Linked DNA regions of Mus musculus: region 1 is linked to region 2. Evidence: chromatin contacts called from public promoter capture Hi-C data. All regions are on one chromosome and are shown on one strand. Each heading gives the region's core, a stretch centred on a gene start, on an enhancer-like site or on the middle of the called end of the contact. The rest is flanking DNA. Distances are from core to core; before and after follow the strand shown.

What was found. Promoter capture Hi-C pulls out the DNA fragments that hold promoters and counts their contacts.
Region 1: a contact with region 2 is called in a promoter capture Hi-C map of macrophages, with 10 read pairs. The contact joins the promoter of Il18rap here to the enhancer-like site in region 2. A contact is called at or near these places in 21 of 39 promoter capture datasets (the 3T3-L1 cell line, 3T3-L1-derived adipocytes, the HPC-7 cell line and 15 more), 1 of 15 datasets of contacts at CTCF or cohesin (CD8 T cells), 4 of 484 Hi-C or Micro-C datasets (bone marrow-derived macrophages, cranial neural crest, group 2 innate lymphoid cells and 1 more), 4 of 115 datasets of contacts at active chromatin or transcription factors (CD8 T cells, the HPC-7 cell line, bone marrow-derived macrophages and 1 more) and 5 of 9 other capture datasets (adipose tissue, embryonic stem cells, liver and 2 more).

Annotation. Positions count from the first base shown.
Region 1 is chr1:40,513,986-40,519,663 of GRCm38.p6, forward strand. Il18rap (interleukin 18 receptor accessory protein) reads left to right here and starts at 1,377. Exons shown (of 13, transcript NM_010553.4): 1 at 1,377-1,491; 2 at 1,715-1,790; 3 at 2,412-2,550.
Region 2 is chr1:40,405,844-40,411,683 of GRCm38.p6, forward strand. It overlaps a transcript of Il1rl1 not described here. Among named protein-coding and RNA genes, the nearest start is that of Il1rl1, 31 kb to the right of the region's middle. Within about 2 kb of position 4,243, at least 27 of the 459 cell types and tissues checked have an H3K27ac peak or open chromatin away from gene starts, as enhancers often do. A contact at or near this core is called in the HPC-7 cell line, adipose tissue, bone marrow-derived macrophages and 1 more, where this site is marked.

The sequences.
Region 1 (5,678 bases), core at 127-2,626, 110 kb after region 2:
GTAATTATACTTTAATTTATTTGCAAACATTAAAAAATTTAAAAAAATAAATTTAAGTAAAAAGATCTGAGTCCATTTGGAACATAGTCTGTTGTGTGGTGCGAGTGGAGAATTTGTTGCGTAGTTTTCCATAGGGCGACCTAAGTTACCACACTACGTCTAGTTTGTGATGCTCTTTCCTATTTTTAAAAATTTCCACACACAGTTAGACTTGTTTCTACACTGTCTCCTCTTCTGTTCCACAGGTCAGCTCTCTCTATTCATGAGGGTGCTCCGCAATGATTTTACTTGTACCAAGTGTTAAAGCCTGAGTTTCCTGTGGTGACTAAGACCTTCATCTGATCCCAAATCTCCTGTGGTTCATGATGTCCTGCTTTTCTCTTCCAAAAACAGTTTATAAAGGACACATTAAGCTTCGAAGGAAAAGCTGTTGATGAATTCACTTCAGGAGACCACACTGGCAGTAACTTTGGGCTTAACTTTAAGGTCTATATTCAGATCTCTGAGGTTTGATAAGGACACTCCCAACGCCCAGGCACTCTGAATGTACCTCAGCCTGAATTAAACCATTATCATGAACAATGCCTGGTCTATCCGTTTCCCCTTCATCCTCAGTATTCCTCCTTTAATCCCATTTAGATTTTGGATTACTGGGCTGTCCCTGTCACACCCTGGGAGTCTAAGCTCATGTGCCCTCATGTGCTTTCCTCTGAACCTGCAATAGGTGGTAGGAAAACCTCAAATCCTTTTGGGATTTGAGCTAGTTCCACAATTAGCATGAATACATGATTTTATTTATTTATTTATCTATTTATTTATTGGCTTAGACCTGCCCTCAGTTGCTAACTCTTCTCTTAGATTTTCACCTTCACCTCAGGTCAACACTTACCTTGCCCCCACTCTGACATGAACTTGGGCTCTGCTTTTATTTTATGCTCTTCTCCAGCCTTGTGCTGAAACAATCCCCATGGTTTGCTGTGCCCCGCTGCTTCAGCTTGTCTTTATGGGGAGAATAGGCTCCGTTTAATTAAGAGGCTTTGGGACTAGTGTGGTCTCACGGTCCTCTAAATTGTTTTAATTACAGTGCAGTTCTTAATTAGGCATTCCACGGTGCACAAGCATAGCCTCCGAGCCTTTCAAAGCTACGGTTATATCACTCTCCTCATTGATAAATTATTGCTCTGTAAAAGTGATGCTGGAGAGAGAGAGTTCATCAGAAGAAAGCCTTTAGGTTTGAAATGAAAGGCAAGGTTGGCAGTGCTTGTTTTAGAAGAAGGGGGAGGAGGAAGAGGAGGAGGAGGAAGTAAAAAAGAACTCCCCTGTTGAGAAACCGTGTCGAATGTTAACATTTGGTACAGGAAATTCCTGTAAAGGAAGCAGGCTTACTCACCATTTCAACTAAACCTAACCACAACCCCTTTCTTGTCAAGGAGGCTGGCCAGAGGACAGCTTTGAATGCTTTATTTCAGGAGTTTTCTTCCGTGGATAAAGGTAGTTTACTTCATTTCTCCTTTGTTATGACTGGGCATTTTCCAACACCAGAGGTCCTTTACAAAATTCCAAGGTTGTCCTTTTCTGTCCAGGTATAACTTATTATTTCAAAACTGTATGGGTTGGATAGTCCTTAAATCTTCTTCAAGTAACTCTCTTGCTAAGAAAAAAAAATGTAGCAGAACCCTTTGAAAATGGGTGTTTTTCACACTTTTTTTTTCAGATGCACAAGCTGGCATTCACTGACATAAAGACTTGAATTTCTTTATTTGTTGTGTATGTAAGAGCAGGAAACAAAGGTAAGAGACCAGAATATTCTTTCCCTAGATTCCTTAACCCCTAATATATATTTTTAAAGGACTTAAAAAGTGAATTGCTAAAGAGTTGCTTTTTGTGGAATATTTTTAATCACAGGTGTGCTATTAGGCAGCAACATTTGTATCTCAGTGTCGGTTTTAACCTTAACTTGTATAAGTGACTAGTTACAAAGTAAACCTTTGTTTTAAACAGTGATTCTTACATTTTATTGAAAGGATTATAGAGGGATTCAATCAAATGCGGGTCAAATCTGAATGGCCACATTACTTGTCCATCTTTGGAGGCAAGCACTGAACAAGCTGCTATGGACCATGTGAGCATTATCAGTATTCTTTGACTACTGCAATTATTAGACTAGGCCATAGCATCTCTTTTTTATTTGTACTTTAAGGGTGTGCACAGGACTGAGAGGCTTCCTGGTGATTCATTCACAGCTTTCATTTTTCTCCTCCCAGCAAAAGCTTTGTTCTTTGAAAAACTTAGCTCATTATTACTCTAAAATATGGTCAAATTGGGTATCTTTTGAATAACTTCAGGCTAACTTTTTCTGCTTCTGAGAAAAAGAGAGAATTTTTAAATAAAAGCCTTCTGGAAAATTTTAGGAAAGAGACCTTGCAGATCTTCAGATCATCTCACCGGCCTCCGACCTCCTTCTGTAGAGAAGGCGAATAGTGGTGGCAAGATGAGAAACTTTGAAACCCTCTTCCTCCAGATATGATTCTCCCTTCTACTACTGAACAGGTATGTGGTCATTGTTTCATAACGGGCACCGTTGCTATGAGTGATGCAACATTTGGTTTTCTACTGGGACAATAAGAATGACAGCACACATGTTTTACAGAATGACAAACTTGAGTTTTACATTTGCTGGTATCTGTCAGTCATTTTTACTCCCATATGCAGAATTGGCAGCCATGTTGGTTTAAGTTGGCCAGTGCTCAACAAGTACGATGCTCTACTCTTGGATGATCTCTTTGGAATTCCTGATGCATTTGGGTAATGGTAGAATGAGATTGTGTAGTCTTTTAAAAACAGACATTGGGAGGCAAGGGCTTGAAGTATGGACTTTTCAGAATGGCTTTGTTCTTGGCTGGTCTGTGGACAAAAACAATAATGGTAGCTACCATGACTGCTGAGAATACTGTATATTCTGAAGATTTTAGTTGGAATATTTTATAGATGTCTAGTAAGCCCACTTGAGCTGTGGTACTGGTTAATGCCCAAGTTTGTTGATGTTTTATCTGGATTGATAAAAAATGGGATATCCAAATCATTTTCTCTTTTTGTAGCTGAGTGAATCTGTTTGTGTCCAGTACTGTTTTTTAGCTGAAATCTGGTACCCCAGTGTTCAGCACATTTACAGTGATTCTGTTTTCTTGATGAATTACTTTGTTTAATAATGTGTATTAACTTTCTTTTAGTATGACATGGGGTCTAATTTCTTAGATATAAATATAACTATTCATGTTTATATTTTTGCTTCAATTTGCCTGGCTTTTATTTGTTTGTGTGTTGGCTTTTATTGTTTCAGATTTAGTCTGTGTGTACCTTTGCTAAAAAGGTGGCTTGACCATTGTCCCTGTGGACTGGGATGTTTGAATACTTGGTCCACGGTTGACAGTGCTGCTTGAGTGGATTAGGAGATGTGGCTTTGTTGGAGGAAGAATGTTATTAAGAACATAAAGATTCCTGAAATTCCCAGTTCACACTCCATGCTTTGTGCTGTTTCACTTAGCCACCATGGACTCTAGCCCTCTGGGACCATAAGCTCAAATAAACTCTTCTACATGTTGCATGGGTCATGGTGCTTGACCACAGTGATAAAACAAAACACAACAAAACGAGCAAACAACAAACAACAACAACAACAACAACAAACCCAGTAACTAAAAGACAAGTGTTTCTTGTAGACAACAAATAATAGGCTCTTACTCTTTACTCTGTTTAGCCAGTTTGAGAGATTTAATCAGCAAATTACAACCACTTGCGCCTATGGCTGTTGTTGAAAGGAGATTGTTTCCTCCTATGTAAGGTTTTGTTGATTTAATTGTCTTCTCCCTGTTTTATGTTAAAGGTTGGTTGGTTTTCTAACTTAGAAATAACTGTGCTATTCCTAATTCTCTTTTGTCTATTTGTTCTTCTCATGAAATGTATTCTTTCATTATCAAGTCTCTCTTTGTTCCCCCACTTGTGTAAGTGTAGGTCTTATTCTTTTTTTTTTTTTTGATATTTCCTTTATTTACATTTCAAATGTTATCCCCTTTCCTGGCTTTCCTTCTGAATACAATGACAGCTTAGAAGTCATGTCACGATACCGACTGTGCTCATCTTTAGCTTTCTTTCTCTTCACCTATTTTAAGGTAACTTTACTGTAAACAGTTATTTCTGTTGCCATTTCCCTGTTCTCACTGCTGTGATACATCACTGGATACTTTCCTTCAGGGATTACATTGAGGTATAATTTGTTTGTTTGTTTGTTTGTTTGTTTTGTGATAGATTTGCCTTAGTAATAAGTTAGCATTTGTTCTTTGGCAGCTTCTAACATTGTTTCATTATTTTGAACTTCAGCATTTTGACTCCCATGTGTTGTGGAGACATCATTCCTCAGTCTGTCTAGGTTCTAAATACTTCTTGGGCTTATATGCCCATTTCCGTGTAGTAATTGGCAACTGTTAACGAATAGTTTTCTGTATATTGTGTATTTCATATTTCTGTTTATTTCTACTCCACTGATGTATGCATGACATGTTTATGTGTCCTTGTTCTCTGTCTCTGATATTCCACTTCATCATAGCTCCACTGTCCATAGCTATGATGTCCATTGTCAAACTTTTATTGAGTTTTTCATTTCTGTTGGTTATTTTCCTGAAATCTCTATTTTCTTCCCAGATGATTTACTAAATCTCCACTTTCTCTTTTGCAATGTTCACTTTCTTATCCATAGCCTGAATTTATTTCTTTACTTCTTTTTGGTGCTTGCTTGCCTCCTCTTTAAAGTAATTAATTATTCTTACTTGCTGACTTTGAATTATTTGCGCAGCAAGGCAATCATTCTGTTGTCCTTAGGCTTAGGAATTGAGGTGTCATCATCACTTGGATGTGTAACATTACCTTAATTAATCATAATTAATTAATTACCTTAATTAATTATGTTAATTAATCAATTAATTGAGCTTCTCTGTTATAGTTTGGGCATTTTTTTCTTTTTCTCCTTTCTTTCTTTCTTTCTTTCTTTCTTTCTTTCTTTCTTTCTTTCTTTCTTTCTCTTCTTTCTGCCTCCCTTCCTCTCTCTCTCTCTTTCTTTTTTCCTTCCTTCCTTCCTTCCTTCCTTCCTTCCTTCCTTCCTTCCTTCCCTTTTTCCTTCCTCCCTTTCTTTCTTTCTTTTCTTTCTTTCTTTCTTTCTTTCTTTCTTTCTTTCTTTCTTTCTTTCTCTTTTTCTGCCTCCCTTCCTCTCTCTCTCTCTCTCTCTCTCTCTCTCTCTCTTTCTTTCTTTCTTTCTTTCTTTCTTCCTTCCTTCCTTTTTTCCTTCCTTTCTTCCTTCCTCCCTTCCTTCCTTTCTTTCTTTCTTTCTTTCTTTCTTTCTTTCTTTCTTTCTTTCTTTCTTTCTTTCTTTCTTCCTTTCTCCCTTCCTTCCTTCCTTCCTTCCTTCCTTCCTTCCTTTTTTTTTTTTGCTTTAGATCTCTCTTCTGTTTTTTTTGAGATTCTCCTGAGGGGACACAACTCCTCAGGACCATTCAAGGAAGAATAAACAAACTGTTAAAAGAGTAACAAAACAAACAGAGCAAACTTCACACATACTCTTTTTTTTTTTCCATTTTTTATTAGGTATTTCGCTCATTTACATTTGCAATGCTATACCAAAAGTCCCC
Region 2 (5,840 bases), core at 2,993-5,492:
GTCACCCCCTTCTTCCCAGGTCACCAAGCATACCCATCCTTGACAGGTAACAATCTTTACCACTCCCACTTTATTTCCACCATCAACTTTATCAGGAAGTCCTGCTACTTTTATCCCCAACTGTTCTCCAACTGCTGCTACCGCCATCTCAGCTCAAGGTCTGTTAGCTGATGGACATCTAATGGCAATGGTTTTATTAGTGATTTTATTCAAACAATGCCCTCACATTCCTTGATGCATTTCCCATTGATAGGGAGGTCTGCAGCCAGTCTCTTTGGAGTCTCAGGTGCTAGCTAGCAAGCACATGAGCCAAAGAAGCTCTTTCGAAGGAGCCCTGTGAGTTCTTGGACCAAGTTCACTAAGGCAAGGCAGCCTTGCACTGATGGCTGGACTACTTCTGTTGGGATCCATGACAACCGAGTCATACAGAGGGACAACATGTGGACAACCTAGGTGGTGGCTCTCGCCTTCGAGCTGAGGCCCACACAGAGAGTGAGACACTAATCCTGTCATAATCTGTTAAAGGATCAGCTATTTGCTCTCCATTTTTAATTCTTTCCGCTAAAGATCCAAACCTTATGCCGTGGTCCTAAGCCATTTTGTTTCTTTTTCTGCCTGCATGCCTGTATATAGCTGGAAAGATTTAATCCTTTGGTGCAATACCAAGGGTTATCCTAATCTGGTGAATTTGGAAGTAGTTTGTTATGCAGCAAAAGTAAATGACATAGGGATATGTCTCATTACGTATTTTTAACCTACCAGAATAACCTCTTAACTTAAAACTTCTGGGTCCACCTCACTACTCTTGGTTAAGGATCAGAATTCCTATTTATTTATTTATTTATTTAATATATATTTTGAGACAGGGTTTCTTTGTGTAGTCCTGGATGTCCTATAACTAGCTCTGTAGACCAGGCTGGACTCAAACTCTCCGCTTCTCGAGTGCTGGGATTAAAGTTGTGCTCCACCACCACCTGGAAGGATCAGAATTCTTACTGTGACCCTGAGGACTCTGCAATGTTCTGTAGCCCACACCCTTTGTCTAGCTCCCCACTCTCCAGGCACGCTGGCTTCTTTCAGTTCTCTGACTCGCCTCTGCTCCTTTCTGCCATAACGATTCCTTTGTGAGCATTCTTCGGAACTCTTCCTGCTCCAGGTTCATGACAATCCATCCATCAGATCATCTGGGTCAGTCAGGCTTCTCCACCGAGGACCTGTGACTGCACCCAGAAGGTCGGATTGTCTTGTTGCCTTCCCTTTTGGTCCCTGTGCATTTCCAGCATGGTGCTCGTTACTGTTGCAGGAATTTGATACTTTTCTCTGAAGGCAGGAGCAGGATACAGAGCAAATTTGAATACAATGTTTGTACTAGTAACAGAGACAGGACATAGGATGGCTTAAATTAGGCATTGTGAATACAATTTTGCATGTTGGTGGTTTGTGCTACTCAGTGTTCTGTTTCCATAATAAATAGCTGAATAATCAATTTCTAAGATGGAAAGGCTTACGATTGCCCAAGGTTTTGTGCTATAACTGCTTGGTGCTATTGCTTTTCGGCCTGTGGTGAGGGGGCACATTGTGGTAGAGAGTGTGCTGGAGGAGAAGATACTTAGGTTGTGGTGGTTGGTTGTTTTCGAGAGAGTATAACCAATAGAAAGGATATGTATTACAAAGAGGATGGATTAGATTGGTTTACATGGTTCAGGTTGGGTTGTCTAATAATGGGCATCACTCTGAGAAGCTGAGGTGTGCAGGAGCTTCTCAGCCTATAAGGATGGGAGACTCAGCAGTGCCAATCCAGGGTTGAAAACCTTGAGGAGTTCCAGAGAGTCAGTGGTTTTCAGTCTCCATTGGAAGACTGAAGAAGCTGAGCTCCCATGGCAGGAAGAGACATCATCATCACCACCACCACCACCACCATCATCACCACCACTACCATCATCATCATCATCACCACCACTACCATCATCATCAGCAGCAGCAGCAACAGCAGCAGCAGCAGCAGCAGCGTAGATGGCTTAAGCAGCGGGGAGCAAAGAGGGGCTCTTCTCTCAGGCCTCTGTGTATCTGCTAGAAGGTGCTGTCCATTTGAGAGAAGATCTTCACCCTTTAAACTAACATCTAAAATTAACCACCACAAATTCACCTGGTGTCAGCTTGGTACTCAACATCTCCACCCTGTTTCTCTACCCTGTTCTGTAGCCCACATGACTTGCTTAATTTCCAAATAATAAAAGCAATGAGTTCATAATCCTGCTAATATGATATAGCAGCCATACCACTTGTAATAAAAAACACTATTTTCCCTCAGAATAGATGACAAAAATCTACACACACACACACACACACACACACACACACACACACACACACACACACACATTCATATATGTGGGCCTGAGTGTATAAACATGTACCACCTATGTACAGGAAGGCATCCAAGGAGGCCAACAGAAGCATCAGATCGCCCAGCACTGGCCACAGACAGCCCTGAACCACCATATGGATGGATACTGGAAACTGAACTTTGTCCTGTGCAAGAGCAGGGAGCACTGTTGACCGCTGAGCCATCCCTGCAGCCCAGAGGCTCTTAAGGAATGCTTAGACTTTCTGTTTTCTGTAACTTAAATGTGGTAATGATTTATAACAATTAATTACTGATACTACCTCAATTGATGTCATGTTACATGATAAAGCAGTAAGGGAAAAACACACATCTGCTTAACGTATGTGTGTAAGTGCACAAGCACAACCAAACGGTGGTTACAACCCTCCTTCCTACAATTGGTCACATGGCTTTAGTTGGTATTTATAAAAACTTTCCTCTACTACCATTTCTGTATTTCCTCCACCCTCAGCAAGTACCTGAGCAGGCCTAGGATCTGTACCTGGAACAGTGATCAGTCACAACGAATAGAGACCCAAATATTCATTTCTGAGGACTGTAGATTTATTATCTTACCTGAATTGGGTTGTCATCTTCTACTAATCTTAATCATAAGACATGGCCAAATTCTGAAAAATCTGTTACACTCCAGACATACTCTTTGGGGAGAATTAGTCCAGTTTCTCCCTAGTAGTCTGGACAGTCACTCCTGGGAGCAAAGTCACTCCTTTCTTAGCTGGTTAACATCTAGTTCAGTGGAATACTTATATACCTGACAGAAGTTCTCCATTTGGAATAAATACATGTAGGTGGCAAGTCTTTTATTAATGGGAATAAGATGTAGACAAGTAGTTCATGGGTCCCTGTGGATGATGATGGGTTGTGTCATTCTTTTTTTTTTTTCCCTCCTGGCTTTATCAGAAACTGTACCACATGTCGGAGGCAGATGCAGAATCTATGATATAGGATGGTGTATCCCGTCCCTTGGGACTCAGCTATTCGTGGGTGTGAGGGGGACTGCAAACCTGGAAGAAAATGGGATGGAAGAGAAATAAAAGCCGAAGACCAAGTAGATTGTTTCCTATCAAGGTCTCCGTTTATTTGGCTGAGACGCCGGATTTTAAAGCATACATCGAGGGGAATAGGGAGGGGTGGAGGGGGAATTAACAGAGAACAAAGAAGTAGGCATCTGCTAACATGAGGGCAGAAGTCAGGCTCCAGGTGGTGGGCACTCTGTGTCTTATCTCTGGAACATAGATCCTCCTTAACAGCCTTGGGTATCAGGCTGGGCTCAGCGCATAACTCATGTCCTTGGATGTCATAAGAGTCAGGAAAAGATAAGGAAGAGGGGACTATAATTCAGCTTTTTTAGCCTGAGGTGCCAGGAAGGGAACAGGGAGAAGGGAGTGATGACCCACTCCTAGCACGAGACCATTTGGCTTGTCAGGGTGGGAGATTGTGAAGGGCTTGCTTTCTCATGGTATGGTCTCTAACAATGGTGATGCAGAATCAATCCATGTGGGATGGTGATGCAGAATCCATGTGGGATGGTGATGCAGAATCCATGTGGGATGGTGATGCAGAATCCATGTAGGATACGGATGCTGAATATACAGCCTTTTGAAGAATCTGCCCCAGGCCTCAGGCTCTTGCCACTTTTCCATATTCTAACTCTATCTTTCACAGTCCAATTCATTTTTTTTTGTTTTTTTGTTTTTTTTTTTTTTTTTGGCAAGCTACTCCAGGAAGGTGGGGGGCATGGAAGGCTAGTGGCTTCTGTGAGCATGGGCTCACTGTTGCACTTCTTTCTTTGTAAAGCAAGTTCCTTTTTCAGGAGCAATGCTGTGTGGAATAGTAAGATGGGGAAATAGGACATCCTGTTAAGCCTGTGTGGTTATTTTGGCTGAAGCATTACACACAGGTCAGGCAAAGCAACATAAAGAATAACTGGGCCAGTGAAGACAAAATGTCACACTTCTCTTCATGGAAGTAGGCAAAGTTAGTTAACATGACACCAGGCTGCTGGCTAGGCACCTGGGACATACTGCCACGTTGGCTGCTCAGCATTGGTCTCTGCTCTCTGTCTGTGTTACTGGCTGTACGCATTGCTTTCAACCCGGCTGCCATAGCTACTTTGTTCCTAGGCTCACTAGGAAATGACAGAGATTGTCAGGGAAGGGGTTGATAACAGTCACCTGGAACCCAAGTAACTTTATATCCTCTGATCATTAGGAGAGATGTACCATTGTACATTCCCCCCAAATGTCTTTCTTATCAATTTTCCAATCATTCTTTTAAGGCTCCGATGGCTGGTTATTGCTGATATATAATCACACCTCTGATCATGTTCCGGGGGAACAGAGTAAGAGATGGGTAGCACCTCAGAGTTCTACAGTTCTGTAAGGGGAAAGTCCTCCATGGTATACCTCTCTCCTCCAGTCCACACCTTTAAAAAGGTTCCACTACCTCTTCATACTGCTGCCAATCTACTGTAACTGGCATCTCCGGTGGAGCATTTTTTAACAATAGCATGTCCTTGTTTGTTTGTTATTTGATTTAGGCCCATTTCTCATAATAGACAGTCAGTGGCTCGTCTTGAGGGAAGAGGCCATGGCTTTTGTTTTTGTTGTTTCCAGTACTGTTCTTGTTGTAGTGCATGCAGCTAAGCATGTTAACCAAACTGAGAATACATTTGTAGAGAGAATAAACAAACCTCAGCCACCAACTGAAAAGGACCTTCACAGGGCTTCCTAACCAGTGGACCTCACTTATTAGTTCATGGAATGGAGAAGACAGAAATATCAAACAGCTATAAGTATCCTCTTGAGGAAATTGTCATGTTGGAGAAATAGGAAAGACCCTTAAATGTCTCTACAGGCTAGCTAAGTTCCTGTCCTATGGTGGTCGCTGTCATGGACGCTTCTACTCCTTGGTTTGTTCTTTAAACCCCAGTGAGACAAGTATTGCTATAATTCTTATTTTTTCAAATAGGAGAATGGAGGTTTACAGATGTTGAATAACTATATTAGGGTGATATAGTTACTAAGTGACTGGGCATGATTTGATCTGTGGAATACTGGATTCGACTGGAATAACTGGGCTGAAAACATGGTAAGTTTTTTTTTTTTTTGACAGATACTATTTTGGGACGAAGAGAAAGAGGAAATGGAGGATGCTGAACCACATTTTTCCTATTTGTGTGCAGCAGTGATCCCTTAAGTAATCTTGAGAATACTGTGATTAAAATTAACCCCCAATCACCCAGAGCAGAGTAACCAATATTAGACTTGGCCTGTCACTCTAAACAGTTGGAAAACTGAGCAGGGTACCATGATGACTGAACTGCTCTACTAGACTGCAATTCAGAATTAAATGAAGGCAACACAAGTCAGAAATACTTCACATCCAAAACAATCAACTTGCAGCTACAATTACTAGATGTTCTTAGACAGGA